Regions from separate parts of the Mus musculus genome. Here region 2 is linked to region 1. A link is a contact called in public Micro-C data. All regions are on one chromosome and are shown on one strand. Each heading gives the region's core, a stretch centred on a gene start, on an enhancer-like site or on the middle of the called end of the contact. The rest is flanking DNA. Distances are from core to core; before and after follow the strand shown. Region 1 has its middle 36 kb from the start of Gm32897. Region 2 holds the start of Tmem274 (transmembrame protein 274).

Region 1 (4,043 bases), core at 120-2,619:
CACACACACTCCACCCCCGCTGATAACATCAGGATTGAGCTGTCCTGGCTCCTTGTTCTCGGGTGATGAAATCACGGCTCCATCAGGCTGGCTAGCTTGGCTCTTACCAAATCGTTGTAATTGAGATTAATTTGGGGGCGAATTGGGTCAGCCCTCACAGGCACCCATTAATTAGTGGAGGAGGCTTAGTGCACCAACAGCTGGGCCTTGCATCCAGCGGGGCTGGAGCCGTCCAATAGGGAGCACTGAGTGAGAGATGCCCTGTGACATGGTGTGTCCCAGGGCACGGGGCAAGCTGGACAAAGGCTCTCCAACTCCAGGCCAGGCCAATCCCCAAGCCTTTTCCCGCTGAGTGCTTTTCTCCCACACTAGGAAGGGAAGGGGGCATCGGGCTTCTGACTCTGGTCCAAAGACTGCTCTAGGTCTCTGTGAATTAAAGGGCTCATTACAAGGGTGGGGAGGGGGGAGGGGGGAGGGGTGCTCCGAGGCTCCTTGGACATCAAACAGCTCTTGCAAAACTTTTCAGATGAGTTAAGTGCAAATGAATTTGAAACAGACAATGAGGTTCCCTCCAGAGACACCTGGGCAGAAAAAAAATGAAGGGAAAAGCGCCCGAGGAGAAGAAGCTCATTTGGAGATTTTTTTCTCCCCCTGAACCCAAAACATAACAGGGAAAACAAACCTACCCGTCTACACTGGGTGCCAGCGGCAGACAGACACGCCCTGACTCAATGCCGGGCTGGCAGCAGGCTGGGCGCATCCACACGAGGCCTGGGCGCACGTGTGGGAGCGGAGAGCTGTGGGGGGGGGGGTACAGGGACGGAACTGTGGGGCACACATATGTGCAGAAGTGGCAGCAGCTCTGGGATGGCGCCGAGCTAGGAGCCAGGAGAATATGGGCCCTGTAGATGGCCCCAGGGGAGTGAGGTGTGGCAGGTGGGGCCTATGTCCTGGCTATGTGCAGTGAGAGACCCAGTCCAGGCCCCTGGCACCTTCTGGTCATATTTATGCCCCTGATTCCTGGGTAAGGCCCTCCTGATAGCCAAGCAGGTGAGGTGTCCAAGTTGGGGCCAGGAACCTTCCTGCCCCACCCTACTGGTCCAACCCGCTTCTCCCTATTGCTCCTGTGTCTTATTTTTCCCTTGTGAATCTCTGAGACACAAAGGTAGATTGAATCACTAGCAACCAGCCATACTTCTGCCCGCCCTGAAGCCCTAGCCTACCCCCAAGGACCCAAAAGGAGGCGGCTGCTGGGGCCTGGGCAAGGATGACATTTGAGGAAGTCTTGCACTAAGTCCTTGCGGAGTCTCCATGAATGGCACAGGCTGGGCCCTCCCAGAAGGCTCCAATGGAGCCACCTCCTGGCTGTGTGCATTTGCAATTCATGGCTCTAACAGAGATTGCATTAGCGCTCTCCTCCCCGCCCCCAACCCCCCCTCCCCCGCTGTCACTATGATGAATGCCGCTTGATTTCTAGAAAAAAAAAAACTGGCCCGGGATACACGGTGACAAGATAGGGCCTGGGGACCAGGGCGTGGCTGGTGTCCTCTGTAACCTAAAACTTGTCTCCTCAGAGGCTCTCAGGGCCACACCGCATGAGCTATGAGCAAAGGACACGCCCCCTACAATTTCCTTCTTACTAAGACCTCACAGTCCCTGCCCCTGGGGTCCGCCCAACAGGCCGACTCCTCGGTTCTCAGCTTGTGGGTCTCGACCCCTTTGGGGGTGCAACAACCTTTTCACAGGGATCACGTATCAGATACCCCGATATCAGATATTTACATTATAATTCATAACAGTAGCAAAATTACAGTTATGAAGTGGTAATGAAACTAATTTTATGGTTGGGGTCATCACAGCCAGAGGAACTGTATTAAAGGGTAGCAGCATTAGGTCAGTTGAGGACCACTGAGAGAGGAAACTCAGTGTTGGGAGAGAGTCTGCCCACTTCACAGACAAGAAAACAAAGGTCTAAGAGAAGAGAGAAGCCAATATTTTGGCTAGAAGTCATTAGATAGGGCCCAGAAGTCAGGAGGGGCACAGCTCCTGAGGGGAAGGTCTGGGAGATTCCTGGAGAGGTAGAGGGAGCCCTTATTGGCTGCAGCCCTTCCTGTAATCCTGGTCCTTAGGGACCTAGGTCTGCTTAAACCCTGCCCAGGCTCCCTGGCAACCTCCTCCTCCTCCTCCTCTTCTTCTTCCTCCTCCTCTTCCTCCTCTTCCTCCTCCTCATTCCACAGGCCTGAGGCTTTAGCTTTGGATGATGTGGTGGGAGGAGGTCCCTCCCTCTCACCTATGACCCTGCCAGGGGAGTAGGCGACTGGGTATAGTAATTGGTTGGCTGGCTGTGCACACAGCATGGGTGTTTTCAGAAGGAGCAAATGGATAAATGAATGCTAATGAATGAGTGAGAGAGGGCGTGGTCTCCAAAGGAAAGACTGTGGCCTGATGGTGCCACTTCTGAACTCCTGCTTACCAGGGTCCTGTGTCTGGGCCCTTGCTGGCTCTGCCCTATGGGTATGTCTTTTGCTGAGCCAGATGGGGGAAAGAGCCTGGCTGTGGCACAGTCAGAGTCAGCTTCCGTAGCACTCACAGAAGGGACAGGGACAGAACAGACTGAGAGGGGGGAAAAAATCCCAGGTGTAGACTGGAGCCTGGCCATCCTGATAACAGCTGTTCCCGGTGTCAGGGGCCATGCAAAGGGACACTGAAGTGATGGGTGCTGGCTTTGTCATATGCTCACAGGTGGGGATGTGGGACTCAGGGATGAGCAGTGAGCTGACCGGGAGCCACAGTGTACCTACAGCCTCAGTTGGGCTTGGTGTGTTTCTGTGGAGAGATAGCCTCTCTGGCCCCATCAAACATTACAGGGCCACTCCTGGTGTGGCCTCAACTTCCCAGAGGGAGTTCTTATCCTGGCATTGTTTGGTCAACTTGACAAGTCTCTCCCAGAAAACCAGATGTCTATTCCTTACAGCTGCCCACCCGGTTTGTCCCCAGGTGGCCCCGGCAGTCCTCAGTGTCATTCTGACATATGGGTTTCCCTCAGCAACAAGGCCAGAGTCCAGACCCAGGTCCACTCGAAGGACCCTTCTGCTCCACAACCAGGCTGTACTCCCTGTCCATGGTCCAGATGAGCAGATAGATGCCCATTTGCCTCCTAGGCTACGAAGAGCTAAGCCACATTCTGGGTAAGTTAGAGGCTCAGGTCCAACCCCTCGGCCCTCCACCATACCTTTCCAGGTGAAGCCCAGAGCCAGGAGCAAAACACACTGGGTCTGAAGGGTTCAGATCCCAAGTCTCCCTCATAAGCTGTGTGACCACGCACTTACAGCTTCCCCTCTCTGAGCTTTAACTTCCTCATCTATAAAATGGGCGTGGTTATGCTTTCGGTCAGCATGGGGCTTCAAGCATTCTTCCCTCTGAGCCTTGGGTCCTCATCCACTCTGCCCTCCATCATCTCCAGTGGCTGCCAGCTGCCATTGGGGCATTGTTTAAATCTACAGATGTCTGCCATGCCCTGTTCTTCCCACAGATACCCCAGGGACCGTTTCCTCCTCACAGATGCCAAAGCCATCCTTCAGACTCCCAGAGGAGGGGGCCTCTCAGCTCCCCTATCCCAGAAGCACCTTCTTTCCCCCACCCCAGGATACGCCCCACCTTCTCCAGGGACTCCTCTGGAAGCCATGGGGCTCAGGGACCAGGCTGAAAGCCCCTCCGCCCCCACTGAATGTGCCGCCAAGCCCCTGCCTCCCTCCTCGGGGATCTGGACCCCACCGCATCCTGCCACGGGCCCGAGCCTATTTCATCAGGCCAAGGATTGCTTTTTAAATAAATCTAAAAACTCCACTTCCTCCTTGGCAAGTTCATTTTAAGTCATTTTATCTCTTTCCCCCCTATATTTTTCCTAAATAATGTGATTAAGTGACTCAGCGCCGGCTGCCTCTGGCAGGCCTGGCTTCTAATTCAGTTTGAGGACGGCCACCTTTGACCCCACTCCACTCTAGCTAAGAGGACACTTAAGCCATATTCTGCTGCTTCCTTCG
Region 2 (4,361 bases), core at 1,583-4,082, 770 kb before region 1:
GCCCAGGCTACCTTCAGTCTCACTGTCTTCTTGCCTCCCTCTCCCGAGTGCTAGATCTAGCCTGGTGTATGGTACAGGACAGCCAGAGCTACATAGAGAAACCCTGTCTCCAAAAACAAAACAAAACAAAACAAAACAAAAAACCAAACACCCCAACCCCACCCCCAAAATCGAGTTAGGGGAAGGAAGGAAAAAAAATACAATTTATTTTACTAGAGTTGGTCTCAGGTTTCACATTCTAATTATAGGATAACTATAAGGAATGCCCAGGAAAATTTAAAGATTCTCTTCATTTAAGTTTTTTTTTTTCTTTTTTAATGATGCTGATGGTCAAACCCAGACGTCATACATACTAGGTAAGCTCTGTGCCATGGAGCTGCAACCCAGGCCTGCCGTCAGACTTTTCAGTGTGGTTTTTCTCTTGTGTGAACACATACAGAGCAGAAAACCTTCTCTTCGCCTCTTTGATCCCTACAGAGTGTATCAAATAATAACACCTACCGGGTGCTTTCAGGTAACTCTACACCTACTTACCAAGTGTGAGCAGGGTGAAGACCATGCTACCGACCAGGTTGGCCAGGAGGGGCTGGCTGCAGAACCGGGAGGACCTGGGCCTGAAAAGCAATCCACAGTTACTCAGCAGCGAATTCTCCAAGGCCTGGGCACACCAGGAGCTCCCTCATGCTCTGTCTGGCTCCTGGCAGCCTGATAATGAGCATGCGTGTTATGTAATCCTAATTTAATGGTTTTGGTAAAAGTATGTTATAGAAATTCTGACCATTGGGAGTAAAGAATTACAATGTACCACACACAGACCTGTGCTAGACCTGCGCTATGCGTTTAGCACCAGCTCGGGCCTCCTCTTTTTATCCTCACGTCAGTGGCTTCTCAGTTTTCAGATTTATGTAGAATCTCCACATTTTTAAGACAGAGACTCTTTATTTTGGGCAAGCAGGTTGTGTTTGCTTTGCTTCCGCAGTGCCGGTTGTCTCTAGCTTGCAGACTAAGCTCCCACCCTGAATCTGAAGTCGCACATCAGTTCAGAATCCAGTTGACTGAGCGTGCATGCCTTGCCCTCGGCCCTGCAGACATTAGCTCACACTAGGCCCTTGGGACTGGACTCTAGGGAATCCATCAATTGAGTTATTGGTGACGCCCTCACTGTCTCCCATCTAATGACCTCTTACATGGAAGTAAATGTTTGTTAAAACTTAAACTGAATCTGCCCGATTCTCTGCAACGTTTGTTGCACTGAGGTTTCCAGGTATGCGAAGGGGCGGACACGTCTGCCACCAGTAACAGGAACGGAAACAATGGGGCAGGCGGCAGTTAGGCGTGTAACAGGAGTCCCAGGGAGCACCCGCATGACTCCCACAGGTAAGGCTGCCTGGGCTGACTTACCGTAACAGCACGTAGAACTGGAGGGTCAGGGTGCTGATCCCCAACAGGAGCACTGTCACCTGGCTGCACGGACACAGGGAGGGGCACCTTTAGGACTTCCAGGAACCAGATTCAAATTCGGTCTTAAACTAAGCAAAAGGTGGATGGCTAGCTCGCCAGTGAAACATAACACGCAGCTGTCAGTACCTCAGCCCCGACCTTGTACCAGGTGCCGCCGAGAGCAGTCGCAAGGCAGCCTGCAGAACCTCCACCATGATTCAGTCAAAGGTATGAAACAACACACAAATTACAGTAAGAAGTATTAACTCAAAGTAAGAATAGAAAATAACCTAGCCGGGTGTGGTGGTGCACACCTTTAATCCCAGCACTTGGGAGGCAGAGGCAGGCAGATTTCTGAGTTTGAGGCCAGCCTGGTCTACAAAGTGAGTTCCAGGACAGCCAGGGCCACACAGAGAAACCCTGTCTCGGAAAAACAAAAAGAAAAAAAAAAAAGAAAAGAAAAGAACCAAACCACAGAACTTAATATTTGCAATTAGGTAAGTGTATGAATACCTTTTTTTGTTTTGTTTTGTTTTGGCAGTCTTTCTGCCTCAGCCTGCTAAGTGCTGGTACCAGAGACACTTGTCACCAGGCCTGGGGTCCCCATGTTAATAACGCAGAAGCCAAGGCTCAGAAAAATTTGAGTTGTTCAAGGAACAGACAGCAGCAGTCAGTGAGATACCTAGGCTCAGAGCCCACAAGCCACCCTTGCCCCAGGCAGGGTGAGCCACACTGAGTGTGAACCGAGTCAGCCTGCAGACCAATGAGAATCACCGCTAACTGCTGCACGCGTTTTCTGAATTCTTTGTGTTGTCTTGGTGACCTGTAAGTAAACCTTCATCATAAAATACTAGTCCACCCCACCCCCGGGCCCTATTCACCTCAGTGGTTTCATTAGTAGGGCTTGGGGCTGAAGACTGTAGGAGGCTCATAGAGAATAATTACTGCACTTTCAGATGAGGTACTAAAAAACAGACCCCTTCAAAATCTACACTATTTAAAACACTTGAAGCATCATCAGAACAAGATATAGGAAGCCACCAGTTCAAAAGAAATAGCAGCGGTTGTGAGAGGTGGTCTGGCCGAACCCGTCATTTGACAGTAGGCCAATGTGGCTTTAGACTGGGCGACTGGAGACGGGAAAGAACTGCAGAGTCACAGTGCTCTTCTGAAGTTGTAGTCATGAGTTAATGTTTGCATCACAGTGTCTTTTACACTCAAAAGATGGGTGCTGTAGAAGTAAATTTCAGTTAAACTCAAAGACTGCCCCAGAAAGCTACGAGCTTTTTGACATAAAGCGCTGGGGAGGGACACTTACAGCCTGAGGCGGTGCGACCTCGGCAGCCAGCAGTGCAGGCGATAGGCTGTGTGGACCAAACAAAAGTGAATCATGGCGGCACTTACAGCCTGAGCCGATGCAGCCAGCAGTGCCGGTGACAGGCTGTGTGGACCAAACACAAGTGTATCATGGCGACACTGGTCTGGTAGCCGCGGCGTTCAGAACAGTTCTGTCTGAGATTCCACACCCATCCGTCACCTCCATGTTGGGACAGGACACGATGTAGGAGCTCACTGTAACTTAACTCTGTTGCTTGGAGGGTTGAGAGCCTAGCTGAGATGGCTGGATATCTGAGACAGGTCACTAGTGTGACAAAGGACAAAGACTGCCCCTTGTACACTGAGAGATCAGCTTCCAGCAGCCTCCTCCTCCTCTGGGGATGGAAGGGAACCCGAGCTCCCCAGAGCACAGGGTGGGTCCCAATGCACTTTGTTCTCTCTGTTTCCAGACCCCAGGCAGTCTCTGGACTCCCTCCACACCTTACCTCCTTCCACTCTGCCCTCCCTTGGGACACAGCGTCTAGAACCTGACTTGGGTGTGCTCAGGACTGGCATGAGGGACCTTCCAACAAGACCTGGAGAGCTTGCTCAGAGGTCGGCAGGCACCCCAGTTCCTCTGTAGACTAGAGTTCTGTGGAGATGCTGCCTTTTTTAGAGACAGGGTCACCTATAGCCCAGGCTGGCCTTGAACTTATGGCCCTTCTGTTTCTCCCAGCTCTGCAACAGGCACTTTGTATGGGAAGTGGATAGAGGTAATGCTGGAAGGGACAGGGCTGGCATTAGCAAACCCTGGTTTCGTAAGGAGAAAGAAGTGAGACCTTGAAAGCCTTACTGTTTAACAACTCCTTTTCTTCTTTTGGGGTTGAGGGGAGCACCACTGGGGATCAAATGTTTGGTATCCAACGGCTGCACGTGAGGCAAGCGCTCAGACTAATCGCTAGCCCCAACCCCTACCCCAACTAACAGTACACCGAACATCAACGACCAGTCTCAATATCTGTCCACATTTAGCAGTTTCCCTGTCTTTTGTTGTTTGTTTTTATTGGTTGGCCTGTGAAGGTGCACATGTGTGTATGTGAACATGTGGAAGCCTGTGCTCAATATCTAGTGTCATCCCCAATAGCTTTCCACCTTTCCTTTTTTCCTGGCTGTCCTGGAACTCACTCTGTAGACCTGGCTGGCCCTGAACTCAGAAATCCACCTGCCTCTGCCTCCCAAGTGCTGGGATTAAAGGCGTGCACCACCACTGCCCAGCCCACCTTACCTTTTGAACTGGGGCCACATACAGAATTTAGAGCTTGCTGATTGAGCTAGACTGGCTAGCTCTGCTTCCCCAGGGCCGGGGTTAAAGGTGTGCGTTCCCAACTCAATGTGTGTGCATGCGCAGAGTGGGGAGGGGGAGGTTGTATGTGCGTGCAAGTGAAGCCTGAGATTAGAGTCAGCTCTCTTAACCCCTCCCCACCTTGTTCTAAGGCAGGGTCTCTCAGTGAACCTGGAGATTATGGATTTGGAGAGACTGGCTGGCCAGAGATCCGTTGATAGTCTCCTGTCTCTGCCTGCCCTGCCCAGTGCTTGGATTATGG

Evidence for each region. Hi-C and Micro-C count contacts between places; a contact is called where the count stands out from the background.
Region 2: a Micro-C map of embryonic stem cells shows a contact between it and region 1, with 1.8 times the contacts expected there. The contact joins the promoter of Tmem274 here to the enhancer-like site in region 1. A contact is called at or near these places in 4 of 39 promoter capture datasets (the C10 cell line, embryonic stem cells, liver and 1 more), 1 of 484 Hi-C or Micro-C datasets (embryonic stem cells) and 1 of 115 datasets of contacts at active chromatin or transcription factors (large pre-B cells).

Annotation. Positions count from the first base shown.
Region 1 is chr4:148,708,942-148,712,984 of GRCm38.p6, reverse strand. No RefSeq gene overlaps it. Among named protein-coding and RNA genes, the nearest start is that of Gm32897, 36 kb to the left of the region's middle. Within about 2 kb of position 1,369, at least 22 of the 459 cell types and tissues checked have an H3K27ac peak or open chromatin away from gene starts, as enhancers often do. A contact at or near this core is called in embryonic stem cells, where this site is marked.
Region 2 is chr4:149,475,897-149,480,257 of GRCm38.p6, reverse strand. Tmem274 (transmembrame protein 274) reads right to left here and starts at 2,832. Exons shown (of 6, transcript NM_001366402.1): 1 at 2,762-2,832; 2 at 1,402-1,464; 3 at 535-614. The coding sequence starts at 2,832. The region is part of intron 1 of Nmnat1 (nicotinamide nucleotide adenylyltransferase 1); the gene reads left to right.